Regions from separate parts of the Mus musculus genome. Here region 2 is linked to region 1. Evidence: chromatin contacts called from public promoter capture Hi-C data. All regions are on one chromosome and are shown on one strand. Each heading gives the region's core, a stretch centred on a gene start, on an enhancer-like site or on the middle of the called end of the contact. The rest is flanking DNA. Distances are from core to core; before and after follow the strand shown. Region 1 holds the start of Bbs4 (Bardet-Biedl syndrome 4 (human)). Region 2 overlaps Arih1 (ariadne RBR E3 ubiquitin protein ligase 1).

What was found. Promoter capture Hi-C pulls out the DNA fragments that hold promoters and counts their contacts.
Region 2: a contact with region 1 is called in a promoter capture Hi-C map of the HPC-7 cell line. The contact joins the enhancer-like site here to the promoter of Bbs4 in region 1. A contact is called at or near these places in 10 of 39 promoter capture datasets (the 3T3-L1 cell line, the C10 cell line, the HPC-7 cell line and 6 more), 2 of 15 datasets of contacts at CTCF or cohesin (CD8 T cells and the NIH/3T3 cell line), 8 of 484 Hi-C or Micro-C datasets (the G1E-ER4 cell line, bone marrow-derived macrophages, embryonic stem cells and 3 more), 2 of 115 datasets of contacts at active chromatin or transcription factors (embryonic stem cells and large pre-B cells) and 3 of 9 other capture datasets (adipose tissue, liver and pancreatic islet).

The regions. Positions count from the first base shown.
Region 1 is chr9:59,350,970-59,355,545 of GRCm38.p6, reverse strand. Bbs4 (Bardet-Biedl syndrome 4 (human)) reads left to right here and starts at 2,038. Exons shown (of 16, transcript NM_175325.3): 1 at 2,038-2,136. The coding sequence starts at 2,113.
Region 2 is chr9:59,453,267-59,457,842 of GRCm38.p6, reverse strand. It overlaps Arih1 (ariadne RBR E3 ubiquitin protein ligase 1), which reads left to right. Exons shown (of 14, transcript NM_019927.2): 2 at 3,374-3,441. Among named protein-coding and RNA genes, the nearest start is that of Gm20199, 26 kb to the left of the region's middle. Within about 2 kb of position 2,247, at least 35 of the 459 cell types and tissues checked have an H3K27ac peak or open chromatin away from gene starts, as enhancers often do. A contact at or near this core is called in the G1E-ER4 cell line, the HPC-7 cell line, embryonic stem cells and 2 more, where this site is marked.

The DNA of each region.
Region 1 (4,576 bases), core at 789-3,288:
CACTGTCTCTTTGTTTTTAAAGGATTTATTGTCTTCATGTAGATGAAGGACTGTTTATATGTTCACCACAGAAGCCAGAAGGGTACCATGTTACAAGCACTAGAGAGCTGCGTGCCTGACATGGATGCTGGGAACTGAACCCCAGTCCTCTACAAGAGCCACAGGTGTTCTTACCTGACCCATCACTCCACAAATGGTAGCATACCATAAATTCCTTACCTTTTTCATAGGTAACCTCTACCTGCTTTTTTTCTTTTAAATCTTCAAGACCGGGCTGGCCTATTTTGAGGGTTATCCTCCTGCCTCTGCCTCCTGAATGCTTGGATTACAGACTAGTGTCACTGTGATCAGCTTGTTTGTTTTGGAGATAAGGTCTTAGCATGTGGCCAAGCCTAATCTGTAACCCATATGTAGCCCACGGTAGCCCACATTCCTGGAAGCCCTATTGCTTTCAGCCTCCTGAGTGCTTGGATTGCACGTATGAGCCAGTGTGCTTGGACTCTTCTTTCTACTCTTCTACTTCTGTCTGTCCACCCATCCATCCACCCATCTATCCAGAAACAGGATTTCATCTATCTATGTCTGTCTGTCTGTCTGTCGACAGGATTTTATGAAGCCAGGCAGGCTAACCTGGAACTCACTATGTTACTAATACTGTTTATGAAAGTCTGATCTGTCTGCAGCCTCTCAAATGCTGGTGTGTGCCTCCACCTACCTGGTTTTCCATTTCTTGTGCCATCTCTTTTTTCTAAGGAAAGTAGTCTCTCTTAGATTATCATTTTTTGGCATCCATTTTATTTTATTTTAAACGTTTTGAGAAAAGGTCTTGTTACATAGTCCTGACTGTCCTTCCTGGAACTTTGTGTAGATCAGGCTGGTCTCAGACTCACAAAGATCCATTTGCCTCTGCCTTCCAAAGAGCAGGCATTGGCAGGCGGATTTCTGAGTTCGAGGCCAGCCTGGTCTACAGTGTGAGTTCCAGGACAGCCAGGGCTACACAGAGAAACCCAGTCTCGAAAACAAACAAACAAACAAACAAACAAACAAGTATGTCCATGTAGAGTAAAATTACAGTTCTAAACAGCCTACCTCTGCTCTTTGCTTGCCTGCTATACAGTTCTCTTCCCTAGAGAGAACCACTTTTAGTATTTAAATATCCTAGAAATATTTTCTTTCTTTTTTTTCTTTTTTGAGACAGGGTTTCTCTGTATAGCCTTGACTGTCCTGGAACTCACTTTGTAGACCAGGCTGGCCTCGAACTCAGAAATCCACCTGCCTCTGCCTCCCGAGTGCTGGGATTAAAGGCATGCACCATCACGCCCAAGTTGAAATATTTTCTAATAAAGAATTATGTACATAATATTCTTAGTTTTGCTTTCTTCTTATTAACATAGACACTGTATGCATTTCTTGCACATTGTCCTTATCTGATAATAGAATACCTTGGCAATTCTCTTACCATGTAAATAGTTGTCTCTTTTCAGATGCCACACAATATGAACTTATCATTTATTTGATTTCTACTGTTGGGTATTTAGGTTGTTTTTTTGGGTGTTGGTTATTCCAAACAATGATACATCGGATACCTCTGTATGTAAAGCCATGTCTTATGTCTATATGTATAGAATAAATTCCTATAATTGAAACAGTTGGGTTAAGGTTATAAGCATTTTTAATTTTGGTAGTTGTGGCTAAGCTGCTCTTATTGGAAGCTTGACCAATTTGTTTCCACTGGCGATGAAAGCATATTTTCCTCACAAAATGTCATTGAAAAACTTTGTTGCCAATGTAAGGCTTAGACCAAATCTCTTGGAAACATAAGTTATAAACTTCGTTGTCTACTATCTAACTGACACGCTCCACTCTAAATTCGTCCAGCCCGGTGCAGAGCTATCTAAGCTCTGGCTGCGAGTCCCCTCACCTATTCCTTCCGAGCTAAGCCATCCATCTGTGGCTGAGACCCTGGAACTCACTGACCTCACAGCCTGACCTTCCACTCACAACTCCTTAGGGGCTCAGGTTCCTCCTTCCTTCCCTGGCTTTGACTTCCTGCTCAGCTGGTCGCCCGGGAAACGGTCGGCTTCCGGTCGCGAAGCGGTGGGCGGAGCCAAGATGGCTGAAGTGAAGCTTGGGATGGTAAGCGGGGAGATTCTCGGAGGCTTAGCGGCGGCCTCAGGGCGGAGCGTCGTGGCGGGGCCGGGCCAGGCGGGGCCAGGCCGGGGCGGCCAGCGGGGCTGGGGTGGCGGGGCCGGGGCGTACGCCAAGTAGTCCCTCCGGGAGGCGGCGCGGTCCAGCTCCCCGCCTGGCTGGGCGTTTGGCGAATGCTGACCTGTGTGCAGCGCTTCGTCTGTTTTGGGATTGGGCAGAGAAGAGAGGTTTTTTGGAAATGGTGTTTTTCCTACTCTTAGGATTTGAGGGTGGGCGTGAGGTGGGGGTTACTGCACCTTCATTAGGCAGTTTTTGATATCCCATAGATTGGTAATTTAATTGGATGAAGCCTGGAACCATTCAGCGCCCCTGCCCTCTCACTGCGACTGGCTTGTTTTCCCAGCTGCGATTAGATTTCGGAAAAGCCCTGTTTCAGAACTCAGCTGGTTTAAATCGTTAGTTAATTCTACAACAGCCTCTGTGAATTCAGGCTGACCCAGAAGTAACTGGCTTTTTGCATCACTCATGACCTTGCTTGTTTGTGACAGTCTTGTATGTACATGGTATTTGCACCTGTAGTTCATGTTGGCTACGGATTAGCCACCTTTAATCCCCTGACTTCTGGGATTTACAGGAGTGCGTCATCACTCCTAGCTCCTTTTTTTTGGATTGACTTATAGTTGTATGTTTATGAGGTACAGTGTGATGATACGTCGGTACAAAGTGTACTGTGTGTGATGGTCAAGTCAGGGTCATTACCATTTCCATCTCAGCATATAAACTGTTGCAAACAGTAGCCCCCACATAAGCATTTGCTTCTGTCTGTTGGTATTTGGCTCCTGTTATTGAATATTATTGAATGTTTCTCTCCATCTTTTCCCTTTCCTAACTTTTGGTGACCTCTTGTTCTACTCTCTATTTCCATGAAATCAACTTTGTTTGTTCCTTTTTGTAAAGATAGGGTTTATTTGTGTATCCCCAACTGACCTAGAACTAGAGAGTAGACTAGGCTGCCTGGGATTAAAGGTGTGTGCTACCCCGTTGAGATCAGCTTTTTTAGTTTCCACATAGGAGTGAGAACATGCTTTGGCTTTCTCTGCCAGGCATATTTTACTTAGCATAATTTTTCCACAGTACTACAGATTACACCTTATTCTTTTTCATGTCTAAATAATACATGCATACTCCTGGAGTCTAGGAATCTCTTCACAAACCACACAAACACTGATCGCAGTCAGACAGGGATAGTTTATTGAGCAGATGCCCCAGGACTGGTCAACTAGGGCCATGGTCCAGATTCGGGAACTGAACCATGACCCCAAGTTAAGATCTTACAGGGTTTTTAAGCCCCAAATCCACAAACATCTGTGCCAAATTATTTCACCAATCAGGATTTAGGGATAGGATTTCCTTAGGAACATGTTTTGTTGTGCATTTACCCTGCTCCCATTGGTTGGGGTATTCAACTGTGGCAGGAAACCTGCCTTGTCTAATATTCATGTCCTAACTTCTCTACCAGGATGGGACTTGTCTAATATTCATGTCTTAACTTGCCAACCAGGATGTCAGTTACCTGTGTACATGTCTCTTTCTGCCAAGTAGGATGTCAGTTCCCAGGGAGGTTTTGGGAACATAAACTTTACTCGACCACTACTCAGAATGGAAGTTTTATTCCAAATAGTTTCTTATATTGGGGCGGGTATCTTTCTTATGTTGGGGTCCATCTCGGGGGCAGCTTATACCATAAAAACTTGAACACAGGTACAGGAAATACTGTTGGGTGGTTGGTTCAGATCCAAGCTTATTGTGGGTAACTATATAAAACAGTCCTATTGACTTTTTATTGTGACTGGTTTTCAAGGGCACAGAACATAACAGAATATGTAATCAATCTTGGCATCAGAAAGTTTCCTAGCAACAGCAGAGAGATAGGAGAGAGTTTCCTTATAATGGCAGGGTAGTCAAGTATCTGTTACCTAGGCCTTAACATATTACCTAGGCTTTAACAGTCCATCTAGACCTTAATATTTTACCTAGGCCTTAACACATACCACAGTTTATTTACCCATTTGTTATTTATCCATCCTTGGGCAACTCCATTGACTATGTACTTTGATACTGTGAAGAATGCTGCAGTAGATGAAGAACACAGTATCTCTTTGGTAGAATGAGTGTATTTTATTTTGGTATGTACTCAGTAGGAGGATAGCTGGATCATAGGATGTTTTGTTGATTTGAGATAGGGTCGTCTTATATAGCCTAGGCTAGGATCAGACTACAGTTCTCTTGCCTCAGTACCAAGGTGCTGGGATCATAGGTATATGCCATTGGGCAAGGACTGATTATTCTATTTTTAGCTTTTTGACAGTAGTTGATTTTTGAGGACTATGTTTGTAATTGTATTTAACTTCGGAGACATCCCTAATAA
Region 2 (4,576 bases), core at 998-3,497, 100 kb before region 1:
CATGGTCAGGTCTGTTTATCACAACAATATCCCATATCCTAGTCCCAGTTTCTGTCTTAATGTTAGGGTTTGTGTTATCTTAGCCCATTTGGGTGTATCATCAATTGATTAAGTATTCCAGTACCTGTATTGTAGACTTTGCCATTGTCTGCAGTTTCATACATCCACCGAGGATCTTGGAACATACATACCACAGCAAATAGGGCTTGCTGTATATAGATAGGTTACTTTTATGTGACATTCTAAATAAAGAACCTTTTTTAGTCCCTCTGGAAGTTCCTAGTGCTTCCTTGTATTCTGACCGTGTTTCCTCCCACCTTGTTCTGAATAACCTTTTGGTGGGGAACGTAAAGGCTGTAATACATGACTAGTTAGTTATGGATCATTAATATTCTTTCTAGTTCTGCTACATGGTATAGTGGAAGGGACAGTAAAGACAGATCATAGTTTTGATTTACAGCTGTTCCACTTAATGCATGAGATTAATTTTTGTAACCTAGTTCTATTTTTCTCATATTTACAAAGGTTTTTAAAGTTAGGGGATAAGAGAATGGGTCTGTGATCCAAGCACTTGGGAGGCTAAGCAAGAGAATATTATTACATTTTTAGACATAGTTAGATCTCTCTCTTAAAAAGAAAAAGTAAAAACAAAGCTAGCTAGTGAAGTGTGTTTACAGAGTGCTTTTTTTGTTTTGTTTTTGTTTTTGTTTTGGGCCTTAACATTCATCATGGGACTCACAATATAGCTTAGGTTGGCTTTAACCCTGCAGTAATTCTGCTGCCCTGACTTCTGGAGTGCTTATGTAACAGGCATGAACTAGTGCCTGGTTTATAGAGTGCTTTGAGACTTAAATAAAATTTATAAAGTAATTAATATATGGCCTGTTAAAGAATAATTGTGATAAGATCCATTTTCCCACCACCTCTCTTTACCCAGTTTACTTACAGTGATCAGCCTGCTAGCTACTCTGAAGCAAGTCGTCTGAGTCAATTTTGGCAGTGAGTGCTTCCAGGTGACTAGAAAATGTGAGATTGAACCTAAGAGTTGAGAAAACCTTCCATAGTAAGGTTGTTTTGTTTTGTTTTTCGAGGCAGGGTTTCTCTGTATAACCCTGGCTGTCCTGGAACTCACTTTGTAGACCAGACTCAGAAATCCGCCTGCCTCTGACTCCCAAGAGCTGGGATTAAAGACGTGCAACACCACGCCCGGCTCCTAACTTACTAAAGTTTTGATAAAACCAACAATGGCTACAACAACCTTTGCTACTAGAACTCAGAAGAAGCACTAGTGACATTGCTCATCCTTTCTCTAGTTTTTCTTTGTAAGTTGAAACTTAATTCCTGAAACTTTCAGGTGCACTGTTTCGTGGAGGTGTGTATAATGTCACAAAGTTAGAATCTTAACTAGCCCAGTCCATGTTATTAGATTCAATTTTGGTTCCATAGTAAGTATATTAATACTTAGGGTCAGCTTAATCATTTTCCTTTTTATCTTAACATTTAGAATTTCTTTCTATAACTCAGGCTGGCCTTGAACTCACACAGAGAGCCTCCTGCTTTTGCATCCTGATCATTGGGATTAAAGGTGTGTGCTACCCAGCAAGATTCTTATTCTGGAGTATGATGTTAAAAGGGTTAAAAGACTTAGGGCTTCTCTGAATAAGGAAGTTAGGTAGTAAAGTGAGCCTGGATGAGTAGAAAAGTACTTTGGTCATTGGTCTTTTGGGGGAATAGGGGTAGGATAAATGATGTGGATTGCAGGGGCTACGGAGGTGGTAACAGATGGTGTTGCTGAGAATAATTGAGACATCACATTTCTTTCTTTTCTTCTTTCTTTCTTTAAAGATTTATCTCTTTTATATGAGTACACTATCACTGTCTTCAAACACACCAGAAGAGGACATCAGATCCCATTACAGATGGTTGTGAGCCACCATGTGGTTGCTGGGAATTGAACTCAGGACCTCTGGAACAGTAGTCAGTGCTCTTAACCTCTGAGCCATCTCTACAGCTCCTGAAACTTTTCTTTTTGATGATTAATGACACTCTTATTAGATTATTTTAAATCAATACTTAATTAATACCATTATTAAACACAATGAAAGAGAATAGTGATATGTTATAAAAAGATAGAGGGGGGGATACATTTTGTTGATGTGTAGTGAGGCGTGGGGGAAGGGGGTGCCTATCTATGCAGGGCCCATGCTGAGTCATCCCTTTCCCCTGAGGGACCAGCCACACAGCGGTATAGTATAGAATAGAGTTTATTCAGGGCGTGGTTTAAGCTCTGCTTCCTACATGGTTATGTGCTCTCCTATCTTGGAACAAGTTCAGTTTCCCTGAAGTCTTATGCCCCATTGAGTTTCTGGTTTTGAGACAGGGCCTCATTCTGTGGCACTGACCTGGAACTCAGCAGTCCTACTTTAGCCTTCCAAATGTTGAGATTACAAGTGAGCTACCACACCAAGCCTCATTGTCTTGTAAGCTTTAAAAAAGTGTGCTCAAATAGTTATGCTTGCTAGTTTAATGAGAAATGGGAATATTTGTGAGAACAGCAAACTTATATTTCAGAGTTTTAACTTTCCTTCTATAAATAATATGAAAGAACATCCCAAGAATATATAGTGTTATTACATGGTACAGATATTTTGTTGGTTTAGTTTAATATATCTAAAATACACTAACTTTGAGTTTCTTTAACTATTTGATACACATGGACTTACAAATTTTATTACTTACAAATTTTATTAATTATATTTAGATTGCTGATGTGGTAGTTTGCTAGAGACTCCATGCAACAAATTAGTTTTATCAAATACTTGATATTTTGGGTTTGCTTTTCAAGATAGGGTCTTGTTATATAGTATGAACTGGTCTCCTTTTTTTCCTCAGCTTCCTGTGCACTGAGGTTATATGTGTAGGTAACCTCACTTGGCTTAGTATGGTCTTAACTTTGACATTTTCTTTCTTTTTGGCTTATTTTGAACCCTATAAAGGATGAACTATTATATGGTGAGCTATTTAAATAATCTTGATCATACAACTAAAAATTTGTATCTCCTTTGGAATATAAATAACCAGGAAAGGGTATTTTGGGAGGGACTAAGTGCTCCAGCCATGGTGCAGAAAAATATATTAGGACAGAAAACTTGGGTGCATTATTTGGGAACTTGAAATCTAGCCTGCTATCTTTTTTTTACATGTCTGTGAAATAGCTGAGTTTGTTGCAAGCAAACAATCCTAGCACCTGGGATTCGGGAGCAAGAGAATTGTGAATTCAAGGCCAGCCTGGACTTCACAGAAAGACATACACATACAAAAAAGTCAGTGAGATACAATTACTTTAAAATGTTTTTTTTCCCCCCTCCTTCAGAATCCAGCAACTATCACGAGAATACTCCTTAGCCACTTCAATTGGGATAAAGAGAAGCTAATGGAAAGGTAAGAAGTTATATTGTTAGCTTTGTACTTAGAAGTAACAGAGAAAGCCCACTGATTTGAATTTATAAGCGGATTTATATAATAGTATGCATTTGAACAAACCAATATCTAAGTAATTGCTACAATTTCTTGTATTGAAAATTTTACAGTGAACTTAGTGTTCAGGAAATTCAGGTTAAATTGAAATGGAGGCTTTATTTCAGCTTATTAGATATATTTTCTTGAATATCACAAACTAAAAATACATTTTAAAAAAGCACTTAAAAACTTTCTTGGAACACATAACATCTCCCTTATTAATGAGTTACTTAAGATATACTATTCATGAATGTTAAGTCTGTATTAGGCACGTAAATGACATTTATTCAATAAAAAACAAAAACGAGAAATTGCTTAGGTCTCCTAGCCATCAAACTAGATGCTTGGCTTGGTTCTCTGATTTTAGAGCAGGGTTTTGTTCTGTTTGTTGTCTGTTTGTTTTTAAAGTTTACCTTTCAAAATCTGTCTAGTTTTAAAAGTTCCTGAGATGGAGACTGACAGTATTAATCACCCCTTTGGTTCATTAGATTGGATATTTGGTGGCTATTGTCAGGGTAACAGCTTCCTTTTACTCTTACCAGCTTTATTAGCAATCTTAATTGGAAAATTTGCAGCTTACTAGGAACTGAGAATCTGAAGGATTGTGAGAAATGAATGGAAATATTTTCCCATTTGATTTCATATTCAAAGAACTGTTTAAGTCAGATATTAAGTAATATTGGAACTATAACTTTTATACACCTCGTATCTGAATTATAATTTAATAGGAACTCCATTATTGAGTACTTTCTGTTAGATACTATTTGATGTTTTACTTCTGGTAGTTTGTCTGTTTTGGTTGTGTTTTTTTTTTTTTTAATTGGTTTTGTTTTTGTTTTGTTTTTAGACAGAGTCTTACTGCAGCTCTGGCTGGCTTTGGCTATATAACCCTCTATATTGACCCGACTGGCCAAAAACTCCCATAGCTCTCCCTGCCTCTGCTTCTGTCTCTGCCATTGTCACTTTCTCTGATGAGACTAAAGAAATGTGCCACCATGAATTATCTCCTGCTAGTTTTTTAGGGCTAGAAACTATTGCTCCCACTTAATAACTTAAC